Regions from separate parts of the Mus musculus genome. Here regions 2 and 3 are each linked to region 1. A link is a contact called in public HiChIP or PLAC-seq data. All regions are on one chromosome and are shown on one strand. The core of a region is the stretch at or near the end of the contact, and the rest is flanking DNA. Distances in the headings are between cores, read along the strand shown. Region 1 holds the start of Hoxb5 (homeobox B5). Region 2 overlaps Skap1 (src family associated phosphoprotein 1). Region 3 overlaps Skap1 (src family associated phosphoprotein 1).

Region 1 (2,659 bases), core at 53-2,552:
GAGCAGGACCCAGGCGTCCCCAGCACCCAGCTCACCGCAGCTCCCATCCTCCTCACCCCAGATGCCTGCATCCAGCCTCTATTTCTTCATACCCCCCCTTCTCCAGCAGCCCCCACTTCTGATGGTAGTGAATGCTCCCGGCTTTGTCTCTGGCTCCTTCCCAGTGCCTCACCCTAGGCTGGGTTCAGGCGGCAGCTCGCCCGGGAGGGAAGAGAGCCACTGCACTTTTGCCCTAGAAAGCTCCGTTTATAGCCCATTCCCCCTTTGCTAGCAGCAGTCTCAAAATTTCTGTAATAATCAGGACCCTTCCTCACAATACACAAATCCCATCTTTCATCCTAAAGCCGGTGACTGGCTAGGTAAACAAAACCTAAGCTGAACGTGGCAACAAACTGGCCTTTTTTTTTTTTTTTTAAATGCCTACGCCCAGAAAACAACACTGTTTGGCTCTATCTATGGAGCTGTGGGGACCCTTTCTGACACTTTTCCCTCTTGATGGCAAAAAAAAAGAAAGAAAGAAAAAGAAAAAAAGAAAAGAAAAAAGGGATCTATATTTGAGGCAAAGCCAAGCTTTGCTCGCCCCCACCCCCAACACAGGGCAGGAATGCGGAGAGGACAAAAAAGAGATGGAGAATTACCGTGGCTGATGTGAAGCTTCCTCATCCAGGGGAATATCTGTGGAGTCTGCCCCTCGGGCGCGGCCGTAGAGGTGGCCATGGGCTCTGGCTGTGCTCGAGCCAAGCTGGGGCTGCTTAGCTGGCTCGCCGCTTCCTCGGGCTCAGAGGACGCGCTGGCCTCGTCTATTTCGGTGAAATTGGCGCTGGAGCTGGCTGGGGTCGCCTGGTCGGAAGGGGACGAAGCAGAGGGCTTGGCGCCGTGGCTGTCGCCGTTAGTGCAGGGCAGGGACTCGGGCGAGGACAGGGAGCAGCTGGACGTCGCCTGCCTGAAGCGGGGTTCCTGGGCGGACGCGGGGAAGGCGCGCGAGCTCTCGCCCACCGCCCCAAAGTGGCTGGAGGAGGCCGAGGAGCGGTTGACGCTGAGATCCATCCCATTGTAATTGTAGCCGTAAGAGCCGGTGTGCATGGCAGCGGGATCCCTGTAAGAGCCGCTCAGAGAGCTGCCACTGCCATAATTTAGCAACTGATAGTCCGGGCCATTTGGATAACGCCCCGAGAAGGAGTTTACAAAGTACGAGCTCATTTGGGTGATTTTGGAGGGCTTGATTTGTGGATCGTGGTCGTTATAACCCTGTGCTTCACGATTTATGATGTATTAATGAATTATAGCGATGCACTGTACTTCGTTTTGCTATGTATGCGGCCAAATATGGGGGGGGTTAGAAGGGGGATGGGGGGGCGTTAGGGAATCACGTGCTTTTGTTGACCAGTCGTAAATTCTCACTGATGACCTCAAGAGGTAATTCATGCTCTATGGTTACAAATAATGACGATCGGAGAATCGTTAGGGCCGATTCAATGCGAGCCTCCGAGAGGGGGGGAGAAAGTGAGAAGGGGGAAAAACAGGGAGAAGGTTGACGTTGGCCTCTGAGCAGAGCGCGCCACCTCCCGGCGATTGACGGGAGCGCGGGCCGCAGGCCGCCATGGCGGCTTCGGCAACCTCTTTGCTGGCTCTGTGCAACCGCCAAGCCAAGAAAGAAACCCGGCCCGCAGCTCACTCACAGGCTTGAACCTTTAGGAAGATGGATTTGAGTCTTTTGCCTACTTCGTTAGGGTGCGGCTATCCCCTCTATTTGTGGCCTCTCTGACATTATCATCACCATTATTATTTTAACTCTGGGTAATATAATCAAAATGAAGTTGCTTGATCTTCCCTCCTTAGGCTTTGCCAGTCCCCAACTTGGGTAAGGAAATGGGGGGAAGGATTATAAGTTGTGTGTGAAAAACAATTATAAGAATTTTGTTAGCTCAGCCAGGTCTGCTTCTTGGCTAGGCTTCAGCGGCGGGTCCACAACACGAGAGAGAGCCGCAGGACTAGGCTGGAGGGAGGCTGGAAAAGGCAGGGAAGCTCTTCGTTCTCCTGGGCCCCTGGGAAGTTTGGATTTTTCCTTCTGACCTCTCATCCTTAGCCTAGGCCTAGGAACCGAGGTAAACAGGGACCCTAGAAGAGAAAGATGGTCGGTCGGCCAAAGACTAGAGAGACAACCGTCTGAGCGGTTAAGGTTTGGTGGTAACTCTTCTGCGGGAGTTTGGGGTTTAAACAGATCCCCTTTAACAAGCTCGCCAGATGCCAGCTATCTCATTCAGAGACCAAATCCAAAGCCTTGTGTTGCTGGTGGCCAATAATTGGAGAATTTGCTCATGGCCTTACCGCCTTCCCTGGGAAGGTGTTCGGAAGACCGGCGGCCCCTTGCTGAGCTCGCTGGGCGGCCAGAGATCTCCGCAGCTGGGCCCCTTCTGCCAGACGGCTATTTTCTTTAAAAATAAAAAAAGGAGGGGGGAGAGGGAGAAGGAAGAAAAGAAAACGGGGCCTGAAGCTTGCTGCTCGGGTGTGGGTGGCAGTAAAGAGAAAATGAGCCATTTTGGGTTGAGAAGGTGAGACTAAAGGCGCCATCACCTGGACCCCTGCCCTCGGGTCTCCAAAGAGCAAGATAAAGTCGGGCCCTTGCAGCCTTCTGCTGCCGGCTTCCCATTCTCTTCCT
Region 2 (2,659 bases), core at 110-2,609, 390 kb before region 1:
GTAACACACAGCACAGGGCTAATGGCGTAGGAGGCCACCTGATTCCCCTACGAAAACGGCGCAGCCCTTGTAGAACAAACCAGGTGCTTGCTAACTCCTACCACATGCAGCAGGTTTGGTCTCTTGCTAACTCAACCTGAAAAGACCAAGAGTTTTTGGAATAATGTTTTTTGCTTTCCCCCAACTTGACTTTTCTCATCGATCTTCTTCCTTTTAATTTAAGTTCAATTGCCTTGAAAAGAAACCAAATCCACTCAACCCTAAAGACCGAGAGCTACAGGGGTGGCGGTGGGGGCTTTCAGGTAAGAGGGTGCACAGCCAGCTTCTGGGGAATCTGGCTGGCTGAGGCTGGAGAAAATCTGGTATTTGAAGACTGGAAATGGTCAGGTTCCATCTTCATTCCAACTCCCTAACTGAAGGCGTCTGTCTGTCTGCTGAGCTGTGCAAAAAACATATACTTTCTTAAGAATATTAAACTAAAATTTATGCATATATATGTGTGTGTGTATGTAAATGTACACACATATACACATACACACTTGCACACACACACAGTGGCCAGGAGAGGGTACTAGACCTCCTGGAGATGGAGTTACAGGCAATTGTGAGCTGTTGGGAATTACATACAAGTCCTCTGGACGAACAGCCCGTGTTCCACTGAGCCATCTCTCCAGCCCCTGTGACCTTCTTTAGCAAGACCAGTTGTGCTTATCCTTGGTCTCTCGTTTTTCTGGGTTAACTTTCTCCCCTTATTGCCAAGTTTTGGGAACCAGCCAACAGTAGTCTGTCTGTGGTACAGGCAAGGACCGTGCATCTTCTGGTGCTGAGAGCTGACTTTCCGTGACCTTCTGTTGCTCTGTGCTACACTCACGTAATGTTTTACCTCCTGTGGTCCCATGGCTAGCCACTTGGATTCTCACCCAGTCCAGCATGCTTTTCTGCCATGGTGCTTTGCTCATCAAAGGGTTTAGATAGACACACGAGACACAAAGACAGAGAAACCACTCCACAGATAGCTTTAAATGCAATGGATGTGTTTGTGGAGAAAAGGCCCAGTGTTGACAAAAGGCAGGCGGTGAACACAGGACAGCTGTCTTAGGGTTTTCTTGCTGAGAAAAGACACCATGACCACGGCAACTCTTTATAAAGGAAAACATTTCACTGGGACTGGCTTATAGTTCAGAGGTTTAGTCCATTATCATCATGGCGGAGAAGCACGGTGTCACACAAGCAGACGTGGAGCTGGAGAAGGGACTGAGACTTTTACATCTTGATCCGGAGACAAAAGAATGAAGACTGTCGGGGTAGGCCCAGTTTGAGCGTATAGGACCGCAAAGTCCCGCCTCCACAGTGACGCACTTCCTCTAACAAGACCACACCTCCTAATAGTGCTACTCCCTATGGGGGAAGAAGCAGTCAAACATGCGAGTCTGTGGGGGCCATTCCTATTCAAACCACTACATCGTTCAAGTTCATCTCCACTGTGGAGAAAGCCAGGCAAGGCATTGGATTCAGACACAGTGGTGAAACTTCTGTGAGAACAATGGAGAACTTTCTTAAGGAGAAACACAGAAGAGATCTGTGGCCTCTGGGGACGCTCTTCTCTCACACCTTAGGACAAAGGCCTTCTGCTTCCAGCTGTGGTAACCTCGATAAACCAAGGCTGACAGCTAAGTAAATGGTAGCACCCAGCTTCGTCCAGCAGGTGCAAGTGGGTCATCTTTTTTTTTTCCTAAAGATTTTTATGTATATGTAAGTACACTGTTGCTCTCTTTGGACACACCAGAAGAGGGCATCCGATCCCATTACAGATGGTTGTGAGCCACCATGTGGTTTGGTGGGGATTGAACTCAGGAAGAGCAGTCAATGTTCTTAACCACTGTGCCACCTCTCCAGCCCACAGGTGGCTTAGTTTAAAGAATGGGTAACTTGATGCAACCCTTGCCTGTTATTCCAGGTACCCTGACACGTTCTGATTAGTTGAAGGGCATGGGTTTTGAATTATTGTAGAATAAGAACAGATTTAAAGTTTCTCTAGAACGGTGTGACTCATTTGCATTCTGATACGCTTTTTTTTAAGGAGGAGAGTCAATTAAAGGAAGCCATGAGTTATCTTAGTTATGCCGCAGTCTGTAGTCACTAAACAAATCTGTACTTTCATAATTGATGCAGTCAAAGACCTCCAAAGCTCTTTATTTCCTTGGAAACAATAATTGGATTCCCTCAGAACTGCAGTTGTTCCTTGGAAATGAGTTGAACATATGGATGTCAGTAGACATGCCTTATGGCCTAGGGTCCACACCATCTAGACCACGACTGCGCTGGTGTCTGTAATGCAGCTTCATTTTTGACTTAGAAATCCATCCTTATTTGGTGCTAGGACTTTGAAATGGGCTTGTGGGTTTGTATACTTATTTGACTTCCAGATGGTGGCGCTGTTAGGCGGGGAGATTGTGGAGCCTTTAGAAAAGGGGGTCTGGCTGGCAGATTTAGGCCTCTAGGGAGGGCCTTTGGGAGTGGTAGCCCAACTCTGTTGACTTGGTTTTCTGCTTCTTCCTCTACCGGGTTGAGCATCCCCACTGCCATGAGCTCTGCTGTGCCTTCCCCACTATGATGGGGGAGACTGTGAGCCCAAGTAGGCTTTATCCTGTGAGGAGCG
Region 3 (2,659 bases), core at 44-2,543, 340 kb before region 1:
TGAAAATGAAGATAGGATCTTAGAGCTTACTCTGTACACACAGAAGTCCACCTGCCTCTGATTCTCTAGTGCTGAGATTAAAGTCGTGCGCCACCACTGCCTGGCTGAAGATAGGATCTAAAGGACACACGTAAGCTCAGTAGGGGGTGATTTAACTTCAAACAAAAAGTTTCCCCTTCTATTCTGTAAATCAGACAAACTCATGAATCTCTCTCTCTCTCTCTCTCTCGTGTGTGTGTGTGTGTGTGTGTGAGAGAGAGAGAGAGAGAGAGAGAGAATGAAATTTAGCAAACACCATGTTTTAGACATGGGATCTTTAAAAGGAAAGAAATCCTGGTTTTGCAACAGGGGAAAGAAATCACATTGAACTGATTCATCGATACCCACTCAAATAATGCCACTGGAGCTAAAGACTTTGATTTACACGTACTGTGTTGATTATTTGAGCAATTTAATATAAAATTTCATCTGTACTAATGGGCCTAGGGGAAGCACAAATAAAACCAAAGAAAGATAGTCATTCTGCAGTAAACTGGAAGTCTGATTAATATACAGAAAACACAGGTTTCAGCGGCGAGTGAGCAGTTGAGTAATAAGACAACTCCTACATTTTGGGCACTTCCACAAATGAATTGCCATCTCTAGACACTCCTAACCTGGATGGCTATAAGGAAGGGGTTAATCTTGCTTATATTACGTTTATAAGAGTTTTGATCTGAGCAGATACTGCCTCTGTTGGCTTCAAGGGTTTCTTTCTGTAGAAGAAAAAAGTTGAGAGGCAGGAAAGTATGAAAGGTAAATGAAAGTTAAGAAGCAAGGAATTAACTATATGAAAGTTATTCTTTCTCCCCACCGGCCAAGAAGTCAAGCCAGCGTCACTCTAGTTAAAACAGGGTTTGGTAATGCTTAGCCTAACCGCCCCACAGCGGCCAGCATTAATATGGCCGTGCTCTCATGGTAGTTAGCAGTCAAAGAGGCAGCAGGATGCGGGTGGCTTTCCTGGATCCACACAGTCAGCTCCAAGGAAGCCTTTCTCCAGCTTGAGTCACAAACCATCAAAACTGCCCCATCCCCACATTCCAGAAACAAAGTCTTTCCTTCCTCATCACCCCCTAAACAAAGGGGACAACAGCGCGTGTTGGGTGGGAACATCTTGAAATAAGCTATCACTGCCCAAATGGAAGGAAGTCACAAGGGGAGGCTGACGCCATAAAGGCAGGTCTATCCTATTGAAACCAGCAGATGGGGTCATAAACACTTCCTTCTCCTGCTAACAGCCACCAGTCAGCTTCATCTTTAGCTGCAGCTTCCTGTCAGGTCATAAATACCTCTCACTCAAGCCCCTGCTCACAGCTGGGCCTGGCCAGGCAAGTAGACTTCCTGTTAAAGCCAACAGAAGTGGATGGGAAGAAAGGAAGCTGGTGCGGATGGCAGTTGTATGTATTAAAGGAAGCTTGGGAACCCAAACGCTTAGCAACGGCCAGGAAGATGCACTTAGAGGAAGATGTGACCCCAGAGAACATGGGTCAGGGGGTTTGTTTAAGATTACACGTGCGCACACAGTAAAAGAGCTGAAGAGCATTGTGGGCTTGAAGAGCAGTGATTCTCAACCTGTGGGTCGTGACCCCCTTGGGAGGGGTGTCACATATTGGATATCCTGCATATCAGATGTTTACGGTGTGATTCATAACAGTAGAAAAATTACAGTTATGAAGTAGCAATGGAAATAGTTTTACAGTTGAGGGGGGGGTCACCACAACACGAGGCACTGTATTAAAGGGTCGCAGCCGCAGGAAGGCTGAGAACCGCTGGCTGCCGTAGAGCTTCCCTAGAGGCTACGAGGAGTCCCCTCATTTGTCTTTGATTCTGGATCCCTGAGCACATATAGGAAGAATGTAAGCACAGTTTTGGAATAAAGCCCTTTGTTTATGCCAGAGCTGGAGAAAGAGTGTAGCCTTCACTTTCTGAATTTGGGCACAGATGGAGGTGTGACCCTTTGACTCGGTCCTTCTTGGAGACAGTTTCATTCTTGTGGAAGCACCTGCCCGAGGGATGATTGGCAGCTCTGAGAGTCTCACAGGATACAACGAGAGAAGACAGTTCCCCAGTTGGCTACAGTAACTGTCCTTCTTGAATTTCAGAGATATTTACCATTTCCCAAAAGTAATTTAAGTGTTCATAAAGCTTATCCTACACTCTGATTTTTAAATTTTGATCCTATTTTCACATTTGTCTATTATTTATTTACTTATGGGGTAGCTGTTCTCCCCTCCCACGTGAGTTTCCAGGATCAAAAAATCAGGTTTCTGGGCAGGTGCTTTGCCCACTGGGCCACTTTGCTGGCCCTTGTTTCATCAGTTTTGAGACAGGCTCTTGTTATGTGGTCCATAGATCAGGCTAGCCCAGAACTTACTATGCAGCTTAGACTGACACATGAGGACCCTCCTGTTTCCATTTCCAAAGCAAGCGTTAGAACTACAAGCATACAGTGTCATGTCCAGCTTCTTTATTTTAATTTTCTTCAGCCCTTGTACTTGCTAGGCAGGCATTCTACCACTGAGCTAAAGACCCAGCTTTAAATTATTTTCTAAAAGCAGCACACACTTTTTATTCTTTTTTTTTTCCAAGGTTTCTCTATGTAGCCCTGGCTGTCCTGGAA

Evidence for each region. HiChIP or PLAC-seq counts read pairs in DNA pulled down with a chosen protein or histone mark.
Region 2: a contact with region 1 is called in an H3K27ac HiChIP or PLAC-seq map of embryonic stem cells, with 8 times the contacts expected there. The contact joins the enhancer-like site here to the promoter of Hoxb5 in region 1. A contact is called at or near these places in 12 of 39 promoter capture datasets (the 3T3-L1 cell line, the C10 cell line, the HPC-7 cell line and 5 more), 2 of 15 datasets of contacts at CTCF or cohesin (embryonic stem cells and stem cell-derived epiblast-like cells), 4 of 484 Hi-C or Micro-C datasets (embryonic stem cells and nephron progenitors), 17 of 115 datasets of contacts at active chromatin or transcription factors (craniofacial prominence, embryonic basal ganglia, embryonic forebrain and 10 more) and 3 of 9 other capture datasets (adipose tissue, liver and pancreatic islet).
Region 3: an H3K27ac HiChIP or PLAC-seq map of stem cell-derived stembryo shows a contact between it and region 1, with 7 times the contacts expected there. The contact joins the enhancer-like site here to the promoter of Hoxb5 in region 1. A contact is called at or near these places in 18 of 39 promoter capture datasets (the 3T3-L1 cell line, 3T3-L1-derived adipocytes, the C10 cell line and 11 more), 2 of 15 datasets of contacts at CTCF or cohesin (the NIH/3T3 cell line and large pre-B cells), 1 of 484 Hi-C or Micro-C datasets (female germline stem cell-derived STRA8 germ cells), 18 of 115 datasets of contacts at active chromatin or transcription factors (T-cell acute lymphoblastic leukemia, bone marrow-derived macrophages, cardiomyocytes and 12 more) and 2 of 9 other capture datasets (embryonic trunk and pancreatic islet).

The regions. Positions count from the first base shown.
Region 1 is chr11:96,302,155-96,304,813 of GRCm38.p6, reverse strand. Hoxb5 (homeobox B5) reads right to left here and starts at 1,302. Exons shown (of 2, transcript NM_008268.2): 1 at 639-1,302. The coding sequence starts at 1,200. The region is part of intron 1 of Hoxb5os (homeobox B5 and homeobox B6, opposite strand); the gene reads left to right.
Region 2 is chr11:96,692,246-96,694,904 of GRCm38.p6, reverse strand. The region is part of intron 4 of Skap1 (src family associated phosphoprotein 1); the gene reads right to left. Among named protein-coding and RNA genes, the nearest start is that of Snx11, 84 kb to the left of the region's middle. Within about 2 kb of position 1,359, at least 5 of the 459 cell types and tissues checked have an H3K27ac peak or open chromatin away from gene starts, as enhancers often do. A contact at or near this core is called in embryonic stem cells, where this site is marked.
Region 3 is chr11:96,641,280-96,643,938 of GRCm38.p6, reverse strand. The region is part of intron 4 of Skap1 (src family associated phosphoprotein 1); the gene reads right to left. Among named protein-coding and RNA genes, the nearest start is that of Gm38960, 100 kb to the right of the region's middle. Within about 2 kb of position 1,293, at least 46 of the 459 cell types and tissues checked have an H3K27ac peak or open chromatin away from gene starts, as enhancers often do. A contact at or near this core is called in T-cell acute lymphoblastic leukemia, embryonic limb bud, hematopoietic stem and progenitor cells and 3 more, where this site is marked.